Regions from separate parts of the Mus musculus genome. Here region 2 is linked to region 1. The links are chromatin contacts, called in public HiChIP or PLAC-seq maps. All regions are on one chromosome and are shown on one strand. Each heading gives the region's core, a stretch centred on a gene start, on an enhancer-like site or on the middle of the called end of the contact. The rest is flanking DNA. Distances are from core to core; before and after follow the strand shown. Region 1 has its middle 110 kb from the start of Gm42264. Region 2 has its middle 430 kb from the start of Gm42264.

Region 1 (6,197 bases), core at 2,636-5,135:
TTTCCTAATTTTGAGCAGACATTCAACCTAGTTACATAGCTTTTTGTTACCCTAATTTATAAATGCCACCATTGAATGGAGGATGTTTTCATGAGCTGCTCATATTTTTTTCATAGTCTTTAGCAGTTGGATAGGACTGTTGATAATTTCTCTTCACAGCTTGCATAACAATGGAAGGTGTCCTACTGAAGCTTGAATAACGCAAAGGGAATTTTGTCACCAACAGAGCCACTCTAGCCTGGGTAAATACTCAGGAATGATGTGTTCCTAGAGCAGCGTGCAAATCACACACGGTACTCCAAAGTCATGCCAGAGAACCTCCTTTTCCCAAAAGTTCTTTCTCCTTAGGCAACTTTCAGAAGAGGTGTTGTAGACTGAATGCTTCATCCTTCTGTGACTAGTGAGGTTTGACCACTTCTAAGTCTGATGAATTTTCCTCCCTCCCTTTTGGAGATAATATCTTAATCACTAGGAATTTGAAACAAACAGGTGTTTCCATAGTTGTGCCACATTGAGGTAGTGCCTCCTCTGAAACAAGTTTTTCCTCTGTTAAACAGAGAAACCTATTTTGCCATCTAAAGGCCAGCTTAAACCAAAAATGTATTAAAAAAATGAGACATGCTTTAAGATATGATATATACATATGTTATATACCTGGAAATCTCTGCCTTTCAAGGTAGACTTTAAAATTTATTTCTGGGATTATTGGAATAGACAATTACTAAGTTATTTAAAAGCAAAGCAAATTTCAAGTTTTATGATTGGAAATCTTCAAGCTACTCATAACTAGGTTAAAGTATTGGCTTCCCACGACAACATTTAAACTAACCCATTAAGTGATAAAGGTCCACAGACTGGTTATAACTAATCAGAAGGCAAATGATGGACCAACAGCATAGGCTTCAAACTGGTCATAACTATAAAGTGTAAACCAAAGAAAGCAAGTTCAATTCACTATTTCTTACAGGATCAAAGCTAACAAGAGAGGTAAACTGATATTGATAAACATTTGGACTGTTAGCTATTATTCCTTTTTGATTGAGACATATTCTATGTAGTGATCAAATCTTAGAAATGCTAAAGCAACTTTCTTTAGGTATAAGGTTAACTCCCCCCATTTTGGTTATTCCCAGATGTTATAGTGCTGACTTCATGATTTAGGCCATTTTCCCTAAAATCTACAAAAAATAATAGGAAGAATGGTTTATTGAACACATACACTAGTACTAAATGTTCAGGACCTCAGAAGGAACTCGGTAGCCTAATTGTAGTACTAGACTGTTTTTATGATAGGCTTTTTGTAGAAAAACAAAACAAAACAAAACAAAAACCAAAAAACAAACAAGTTCAAAAGTTTAAAGGGTAAGTAGGAAAGCTGTTGGCTTAATATGCAAAATGTTAGTTTACCTTTAAACCAATTGTTTCTGAGTAAGGTAAGGGTGGTACTGAATGGATGGTGTACAGAAGAATTTCAGAACATTGAGACATCAAAGAAATAATATTATAATCATATATTTTTGGCTCCTTAGGAGCATTCTTTGGTGTCAGGCACAAAAACTAGAGTGAGCTCATATGTAGGTGCAGGAAGGGCTGCCCAGTGATTAGCTCTGACTCAAGATGCATTAGGCATAACAGTTCATATTGACATTTGACTTGATGAGTCCTGCTGAAAGCTTTGTGGAATTTCTTTAAGATTTGAAATTTTATAGAGAACATCTATAGGTCATGGTGTCCTTGCTCTAGCCAAGTCAATCCTCTGTGTCAGTGACTGGAAGACACATTATAACAACAATAAGAAAAAGCTGGTAGGCATGAAATAAAATGGCTACAGATATTCTGATGTAAGTGTGTCAGACCATAACATCCACAAATCTTTTTAGGTTTGTAGGCCTTTCTCTTAGGCTTCTTCTACTACCTTTTGGTAGCTTGCTCAGGCAGGGATTCCATGGCTCTGGCATCTCCAATATCTTGGATGCTTCAAGGCAATCCAGGCTACACATTTATAGCTTTATGCAATGGCCTTCTAGGTCTCCATGCAGGGACACCTCTGACACATGCCTGTCTCAGTAGCTCTCCTTAGTCATAGAGATTGCATAACCCTTTACTTGTATGCTTGATTCTGAATTCAGAACAGCTTGGCTGAATCTGCCCAGTTCTAGTCCTTCTTGAGGTCAGAATGTGTTCTCACTGTTCTCACAAATAAATTTTTACCAAATATCTATTGTTGATAGTTTCTTGGCTAAGCTTGATAACTCTATAACTTGCTCTGTAGATTATGTTTGCCTTGAACTCTGAAATCTACCTGACTCTGCCTCCCCAGTATTGGGATGAAAGGTATAGACCACTATAGCTAGCTCTAAGCTTTTTTCTACATTCTCTGCACAAGTTGGAAGTTTTGATGGGTAGAGTTTTGCTCTGAGGTCACTATTCCTTTATTCCACTTAGCATGAGGATTTTCTTTAATCTTTTTATATTTTCTGATATTATTTTTCTCCTTCAACTGTACATTTTGTATCTTTTCTTGCTTAAGTTACTTTTACTTATTTATTTCTTTATTTATTTAAATAAGATTGGCCAGTAATAGCCACAAAATCCAAGTAATGCTGAGCTTTTTGGAAATGACAGTTTTCAATGTTGTTAATCGATACCTTCTATTTAACCTCAGACATATCTTTTAAATAAGAGCCAAAGGCAGTCACATTCTTCACCAAAATATTACAAGAATGATATCAGGGTCATATATTAATATCGTTTTTGTTTTAAGCCTCTTGAGATGTTCTGCCTCAGTTCAAATCATCCTCAGTACCTCTGCCTTCTGTGTTCCTACTCTTATGGTTCACTAAGCACCATTTAAATCATTCAACTGATTTTCTAATTCAAAATCCAAAATTTCACATTCCTCCAAATAAAGTATTCTTTATTTGGCTGAAGTAATTGGCTTATAAGGATTACAGCTTAAAAAACAAACAAACAAACAAACAAACAAACAAAAAAACAAAAAAAAACCAGAAAAACAAAAAACAAACAAACAAACAAAACAAAACAAAAAACAAAACCTCAATTATTCTTGCTCTTTCTGAACCTTGGCTAGCTGGTTCAACTTAGATGTTCTGGTTTAAAATTCCTTTTCAAACTGACTGATTCAAACTGATTTCTCTCAGTTTCTCTTGAATTGCTCTTCTTGACCTCAAACTAACTCTGGCAATCTGTTCCAGTCTTCTGGATTGGAACTCTTTCCCATTCTCTGCTCATTCTGTTTTCATCTATGTCTAGCTTGTTTTGTCTGAAACCAGTCTCTGTGAAACTGTCCCAGTAAAACAAATGTAAACTCAACAAAGTGTACTGCCATGAATTCAACTTCACTGCACTGACTCTCAGCTCATTGATTCAACTTCACTGGCTGACTAGAACTATGAGATCTCCATGCCTCTGTCTCCTAAGTGCTGGGATTAAAGTTGTGTGTAGTCACGCCTGGAGATAAGCTTTTCTTTACCTGAAATTTGCTCTATGCCAGGCTAGTGTTTGCTCAGAGATATTCTTGCCTGTTTCCTGGGGATAAAGGCTTGTCTATTCCAGACAGATTATACAAACCTGGAAGGTTTGGATGTAATCCCTTACTAGATCAGCCATATTGCTGGATTAAAGTTCCTCTCCACCAGCCTATCACAGCAATACCCCAGAATGAGTTCTTAGATTTGTTATAAATGAAAAGGATATATGGGTGTAGGCTCTCCCAGCCTGAAGCAGGCTGATCCAGACTTTGACCTTGTTGCCACTAGAAGGAGATTACCTAGGGTGGAGCCTTCTGACCTAGATGGCTCTATTGTTCAGCCACCTGCCACTTCTCTCTTCAAGACACCGCTACCTGCTGAGAGGTATCCTGCACAGGCTGGCTCAGACACCAAGAATGGACTGGCTGGGGATGGGCCTTGCCCGATATAAGCACACATCTCTTAGTAAACTGTCTGGCCTTGAACAGAATCTTGTCTTGGTCTCCATTAATTTCTCTTGCAGTCTAGTCTCTTTCAGCCCCAGCCTGCCTCCCAAGTGTACCAGGTTCAAGTAGGCCACAGGCCAGTATACAACAAATGGGAGTTAAATAAAATTAAAATTTGTTCTTAAAGGACCCTAAAGACAATGAAAGTACAATTGTAAGTATACCAATTTTTTTTTTTGTCTGTCTGCAAAGGAAACAAAACTTGTAAAATGACTTGCAAAATGGAAGAAAACTTCAGCTGACAGGAGCTCTACAGACACTGTGAGTGATATCCTAACTCAACAGCCAACCTCCCAAATAAGAGAATGCTAAAAGTGAACCATCTTAACAGATATTTCTTTAATAGTTTTAAGCCTAAAATAAACAGCAGGTACTTGAAAATGTGTTCAACATGAAAAGTTTGAGAAATAGTCTGAGCATGGTTCACAGTTATAGACACCAATCTAAAAATAAAAATATATAAGAATTAAATACATATTTTAATTTTTTTATATTATATAATAATACTTTCTCTACAAGGGCAAGGAGAAGATACTATAGTCATGAAGAAGTTTTACTTATGTAAAGGCTGTTCTATGTCACTCCAAAAGTGCTGACCCCTAAAATCTCCTCAAATTAGGAAAACTCAACTATATAATATGTAGTACAGGATGGAGGCATTTGGAACTTAGCATGGAAAAAAATTACATTTTTTATTGTATATGTTTGTAGGCAGTGGGATACACATGCAGACTAGCCATTTGAAACAAGTATTAATACATTTTTATTTACAAGCAGATGATTGATCTATCAATCATACAGAATTACTGCAGACAATTTGTATAAAAGCTATGAACTAGCCCTCTGGCTGCTTGGTGGGAAGTGTTTGATGTCTTAGTTTTCAAAGTAACAGAGTTTAATTCAGTGAATAAAAAGGAATTCTGGTACTCTGAGTGAAATAACTTTGAAGTGTTTCCACCATTTCATTGGAATTAAGGATGGGCTAAAGAAACAGAAGATAAGGTTATTAGGAAACACTTATACATTAGAAGGAATATAAACAACACACTGTGAGAATGACTACACTACTAATATTGTGATTTTAACCCCTGAAAGTATTCAGAACGATTTCTTTCTCATATATTTTATAGCAGTCAGCATTGTAACAATAGGATAATGGTTTTAAACTATAAAAATGTGTGATATAAGACTAAAGTTTATTCTAAAACGTAATCAAGTATGTTACATACCATATGCTGAAATTTGACTTCAATGAAATCAAGACTTTTTCAATCTCTGCGTAGTAACTAGTGTTGTTAAAGATATATATAAAATCAGGGACCTCAAGCTGTACTACAGCACAATTGTCACGAAAACTGCATGGTACTGATACAGTGACAGACAGGTAGATCATTAAAGTAGAATTGAAGACTCAGAAATGAACCTGTGCATATATAGTCACTTGATCTTTGACACAGGAGCTATATTCATCCAGTGGGAAAAAAGGCAGCATTTTCAACAAATGGTGCTGGATCAACTGGTGGGCAGCATGTCAAAGAAGGCAAATCGATTCCTTCTTATCTCCTTGTACAAAGCTCAAGTCTAAGTTGATCAAGGACCTCCACATAAAACCAGAGACACTGAAACTTACAGAGGAGAAAGTGGGGAAGAACCTCGAACATATGGGCACAGGGGAAAAATTCCTGAACAGAACACCTGTGACTTGTGCTGCAAGATCAAGAATTGACAAATGCGAACTCATAAAATTGCAAAGCTTCTGTAAGGCAAAGGACATCGTGAATAAGACAAAAGGGCAACTAACAGATTTGGAAAAAGATCTTTACCAATCCTAAATTCAATAGAAGGCTAATATCCAATGTATACAAAGAACTCAAGAAGTTAGACTCCAGAGAACCATCAGTTTGGCGGTTCCTCACAAAATTGGACACAGTACTACTGGAGGATCCAGCAATACTACTCATGGGCATATATCCAGAAGATGCTGTAACATGTAATAAGGACACATGCTCCACTATGTTCATAGAAGCCTTATTTATAATAAGCAGAAGCTGAAAAGAACCCAGATGTCCCTCAGCAGAGGAATGGATACGGAAAATGTGGTACATTTACATAATTGAGTACTACTCTGATATGAAAAACAATGCATTTATGAAATTTTTAGACAAATGCATGGATCTGGAGGATATCATCCTGAGTGAGG
Region 2 (5,913 bases), core at 526-3,025, 310 kb after region 1:
TGGTGTGAGGTGGAATCTCAGGGTTGTTTTGATTTGCATTTCCCTGATGATTAAGGATGTTGAACATTTTTTCAGGTGCTTCTCTGCCATTCGGTATTTTTCAGGTGAGAATTCTTTGTTCAGTTCTGAGCCCCATTTTTTAATGGGGTTATTTGATTTTCTGAAGTCCACATTATTGTGTTCTTTATATATGTTGGATATAGTCCCCTATCTGATTTAGGATAGGTAAAGATCCTTTCCCAATCTGTTGGTGGTCTTTTTGTCTTATTGACTGTGTCTTTTGCCTTGCAGAAACTTTGGAGTTTCATTAGGTCCCATTTGTCAATTCTCTTTCTTACAGCACAAGCCATTGCTGTTCTGTTCAGGAATTTTTCCCCTGTGCCCATATCTTCAAGGCTTTTCCCCACTTTCTCCTCTATAAGTTTCAGTATCTCTGGTTTTATGTGAAGTTCCTTGATGCACTTAGATTTGAGCTTAGTACAAGGAGATAAGTATGGATCGATTCGCATTCTTCTACATGATAACAACCAGTTGTGCCAGCACCAGTTGTTGAAAATGCTGTCTTTCTTCCACTGGATGGTTTTAGCTCCCTTGTCGAAGATCAAGTGACCATAGGTGTGTGGGTTCATTTCTGGGTCTTCAATTCTATTCCATTGGTCTACTTGTCTGTCTCTATACCAGTACCATGCAGTTTTTATCACAATTGCTCTGTAGTAAAGCTTTAGGTCAGGCATGGTGATTCCACCAGAGGTTCTTTTATCCTTGAGAAGAGTTTTTGCTATCCTAGGTTTTTTGTTATTCCAGATGAATTTGCAAATTGCTCCTTCTAATTCGTTGAAGAATTGAGTTGGAATTTTGATGGGGATTGCATTGAATCTGTAGATTGCTTTTGGCAAGATAGCCATTTTTACAATGTTGATCCTGCCAATCCATGAGCATGGAAGATCTTTCCATCTTCTAAGATCTTCTTTAATTTCTTTCTTCAGAGATTTGAAGTTTTTATCATACAGATCTTTCACTTCCTTAGTTAGAGTCACGCTAAGATATTTTATATTATTTGTGACTATTGAGAAGGGTGTTGTTTCCCTAATTTCTTTCTCAGCCTGTTTATTCTTTGTGTAGAGAAAGGCCATTGACTTGTTTGAGTTAATTTTATATCCATAATAAAGTAGCAAAACTTGAAAAAGCAAGCTGTAAGATATGATCAATAGATGGAGAGCAGGTGGTGATGGTAAAAGTACAGAGAGCAAAGCAAGAAAAGAGCCTTCTCAACTCATATATGGAATAAATATTACATATTATATTCAAATATATCTGGGCTATATATATTTTACATATTTTATTCAAAATCTCCATTCATATATTGAACAACATCTGAAGTTCCTCTTTTTTGGTCACCCTTTATTAAAAAAATAATCTTCTGAAAGCTGTCTGGCTTGTGAGTTCTATATCAGCCACCATTGATAACTGTTCACACTAAGCATGTTTTCACAGCTGTAAACAAGATAACAATTAACAAATGTAGCTGAAGTGATTCTTGCCAAGTAATAACTACAATAATAAAAACATTCACACTTGTGACTTTTTCAGTCTGAGCAGACCAAAGCACTTTGCAAATAAACATACGTTACTAACCTAAATTTTTACAGTTGTGGAGGAAAATCCACTTCATTTAGGTTAAGGCCACATTAAATTATTCTGCATACCTTTGACCAACAAGTCTAATGTATGACCTTGAACTGAGCAGAGGATTCCAGTAAGGGCTTTCTTCAAAGCCTCTGTTCTGTCTTTTGAAAAATCCAACACCTATTAGCATTTGAACTTCAGATGAATTCCACTTAATGTGTCCATTTGTAGTAACATTTGTTTTGGAAAACATTCTATTTTGCATTAAATTGTTCCATTAAAAAGTAAATATTATGCAGGTGAAAAGCAATGATATTAAATAAGGCAATATTAAAGAGACACAGAAGACAAAAGACAAGTCATTATTGCTGTGCTGCATCCTTTGCATGGAGGAGGTGGCTGAGAGCTTCATTGAAGAGCCTAGGACTCTTCTCCAAGAATCTTTCCTTAAACATTGTTACACTGTTTTAAAATCCTGATTTTTTTTTCTAACCTAAGAGAGATTAGATGTTTATAGTATGTCGTTTATTCAGACATCCTGCCCAAATAGCAACTATCTGTGGTTGATTGAAGATTCCCATTTTAATTTAATCTATGAATTTTTGTGTGACACACAAAATCATAAACTACATGGCATATTTTAATTATGCATGTTTTAAATAAATGGTCACTTTTAACGAAGTATCTTACATAAATATGTAATTCCTGTGATTTGGACACTCAGAGTCTCTAATCTATCATAATTTGAAAACTGTTGAAATATTCATCCAATATCCTTCTTCTAGTCAATATAGAAATGTTATTAAAATATACAAAGTAAATATATTTAACTTCTCAAAGAACTATCTTAGATTATTTTTTTAGATTAACACTGTAATTTTCTATATATGAGTTGGGGCAATTATATTTCTTGTATTTGTCTATTTTGTTTAATTTGATCTCAAATTAAACACAAAATGAGCACCAGGAAGGATCACATTCCTGTCAAAAACTCTTATCAGACAATTAAAATTATAGAAAATTTTCTCTTTGAATATACTAAATTTCAATAGAGATAAGTAACAGGAATCCATTTGGGAAATCCTCAAATATCTAAGAATCAAACAGAAAATTAAACAGGCTTCTTCTAAATGACTCAGTTGAAATATAAAGTAAAAAAAATTGATTTTGTTTCATCTTTAAAAATGATCTTAGAAAAGGTCTTAAATGACTACCACACCTATGTCACTAAACATATTCATATACAATGTGCTGGTTCCATTTATCATTGTTCATAAACACGTCTGTCTAGGACTACTCATTTGTGGTTGGTCAACCTGTGTGAGAGAGCTTATCATTGTGGGAAATGCATTCTACCTCTGCCAGTCTATGTGTAACACTTTAACTGTGGGTAGGACTTTGTGGAATATTCTCTGTTCATATTCTCATGTTAACTGTTAATACATATTATTATTTAGGTTTTGTTTACGCAACCATATTGCTAAGTTTTGAAAAAAATGTTACACTATTATCAACAATGGCTGGACAAATTTAATATTTCTATCAAGAGTACACAAAGTTTACACCTTTTCTATGTTCTAATGAGAACTTATTACTCTAGTCTTCTAAAATGTTATCCAGTTAATGATGGTACTATCACATTCTGATTTTCATGTTCCTGATTATTAGTAATGTTGAGCATTTTTCGTGTATGTATCAAGTGCATGTTTTCTACTGATAACTGTCTGGTAGGTCTGGATATCAATATTTTGTCACACATGTAGTCTGAAAATTTTTTTCTTCTACTTCTCACATGTATCTTTCTCCTCTTTCTCAACTCTTCTGTCTAAGATATTTAGTTTGCTACACTCTGATGCGTGTTTATTTGTGTTGCAGTTTCTTTTGTTCTCCATTCCAACATGCCCATACATTATCTATATATTTTCACTTAATAGATTTATGTCTAATGTTTAAATCTTTAATAAACTTGGGATCTATCTCAAATTTGTAAGAAATTTTGGTAATTCGTTAGACCTATACAGCTCATATTCATACAATAGCATGTAGAAACTAAGTTTTTTCAGAAATATTTATTGATCATTGTTGTAAATGCATGTGATACATAGCAGAAATATTTGACATATACTTGTAGTAAGAAACAAAGTATTACATATTAACTCATGCTTAAAAATAAAATGCACTTAAAAAAGTAATAAAATACCATTAAAAGTAAAACTTTCCCTCCTTTAGAGAGCCTCAATTATATGACTAATTTAAGTAATATCAGAAACACTGATATTTTATAAACATATATACATATGTACACCTTTTTACTCTTTTAAATATAAATATTGTAGAGGTTCTCTAAAATGTTATGTATAATACAAATTTGAGAAATGTAGAAATATAAATAGATGAACCTTATTTTGTTAAATATGCTTATATTTCATATTATAGATGCTTATATTTAATATCATATATACTAAAAATTCTGTTCTCCATTCATAGATATTTGGACAATTTCTATGTGTGTTTTAATATTGAATAATGGCACAAAAGTGAGTAAACATAAAATATTGTAAATTTGTTTGTATGTATTAATATCTATTACCCAAAGGAAAATTATCATGAAAAAAAACTGTATAGATTCTAAAATGAAATAGATAATGTATTAATTGCTTCAAAGTTTTCATCTGATTTACTATAACTGCAATTAACAATAACTGTTGATGGAATTGTTCGAGCAACTTTAAGAAGTGTAGATTTGTTGGAGGCCATTCATCCCTGGTTTAGAGGTTCCACAAATTTCATTCCATACTCAGTGTCCTTTCTGCTTCGTTCCTGTTACTGGAGATGTGACCTCTCAGCTGCAGCTCAAGCAGGTATGTTTGCCTGTTGTCATATTCACCCACGTTGATAGTCTTAGTCTATTATCACTCTAGAAATGTAAGTTTAGACTTACATTTCTTTAGAGAAAACCAGCCCTTCATGGTGTCTGATCATAGCAATAGAAAAATAACTAATACATTTTGAAAGCATGAAAACCTAAGTTTGATACCCAGAACTTATAAAAATATCTGCATCATAGTGTGCACTTATACTCCCTCTACTACTACTACTACTACTACTACTAATAATAATAATAATAATAATAATAATAATAATAAGAAGAAGAAGAAGAAGAAGAAGAAGAAGAAGAAGAAGGAGAAGAAGAAGAAGATACCTAAGGATTGATATCTGAAGACATCCCTCTGGCTTCCACACACATTCACACAGCTATATCCATTCACTTGTACATACATGAATATGCAAACATGTGGAGACTTATATACACACATACATCAGATGTTAGGATCACTCAGCCTACATTTTAGTAATGTGTGTTTTTTTTTTTTTTTTATCCTCATAAACTCTCAGTGTATGTGGGAGACTCTCTTGATAGTGTTTCAAGATGAGAAAAGCATCCCATAGCTTTGTGGATAATGAAAGACTGGGGAGGAGAGTCAGAGAAATAAAATGTTTAAAGATTATATTCATTCTGTGACATATAGCTCCATGGTATAGCACTGGAGAAAGAAGACAATGACCATTTTTATAACTTCATGCTGTAACACTGTAGTTATCAAAGTATAGGAAAGGATTAGAGAGCCAAACAGTGGAGTGCAAAAAGGAAGGTTTTTATCTCTCTCTCTTTCTTTCTTTCTTTCTTTCTTTCTTTCTTTCTTTCTTTCTTTCTTTCTTTCTTTCTTCCTTTCTTTCTTTCTTTTTTCTTTCTTTCTTTCTTTCTTTCTTTCTTTCTTTCTTTCTTTCTTTCTTTCTTTCTCTTTCTTCTTCCTTCCTTCCTTCCTTCCTTCCTTCCTCCCTCCCTCCCTCCCTCCCTCCCTTCCCTCCTCCTCCTCCTCCTCCTCCTCTTCTTCCTCCTCCTCTTTCCTTCATCATTATTATTGTTATTAGACAGACAGTCATATTTATTTGGAAGAAAACTGCCCAGAAACACTCTATGTCTTCTGAATATTTCACGGGTATTGTACTCAGGTTTCATAGAGCTGTAGCTGCATCAGTACAAGATCATCAAAATTTAAGTGGATTAGAGGATGCTCAAGGATTCACCTCTAATGAAGGAATATTGAAAGTTGATGATGGCTGTAGGAGGGAGAGTTATTTTTCTTGACGATTTGGTCACCTCTATGTTGTCTGTTCTCCAGTGTGTGACAACACATTCTTGTATATACAGACAGTGCTAATTGCATATTGAAAAATATTTAAAAACAGTTGAAGTAGATTGGGACATATTTTTGTGAGCATGAC

What was found. HiChIP or PLAC-seq counts read pairs in DNA pulled down with a chosen protein or histone mark.
Region 2: an H3K27ac HiChIP or PLAC-seq map of embryonic stem cells shows a contact between it and region 1, with 2.7 times the contacts expected there. The contact joins two enhancer-like sites. A contact is called at or near these places in 2 of 484 Hi-C or Micro-C datasets (both in embryonic stem cells) and 3 of 115 datasets of contacts at active chromatin or transcription factors (all in embryonic stem cells).

What each region holds. Positions count from the first base shown.
Region 1 is chr4:26,940,961-26,947,157 of GRCm38.p6, forward strand. No RefSeq gene overlaps it. Among named protein-coding and RNA genes, the nearest start is that of Gm42264, 110 kb to the left of the region's middle. Within about 2 kb of position 3,886, at least 6 of the 459 cell types and tissues checked have an H3K27ac peak or open chromatin away from gene starts, as enhancers often do. A contact at or near this core is called in embryonic stem cells, where this site is marked.
Region 2 is chr4:27,257,511-27,263,423 of GRCm38.p6, forward strand. No RefSeq gene overlaps it. Among named protein-coding and RNA genes, the nearest start is that of Gm42264, 430 kb to the left of the region's middle. Within about 2 kb of position 1,776, at least 1 of the 459 cell types and tissues checked has an H3K27ac peak or open chromatin away from gene starts, as enhancers often do. A contact at or near this core is called in embryonic stem cells, where this site is marked.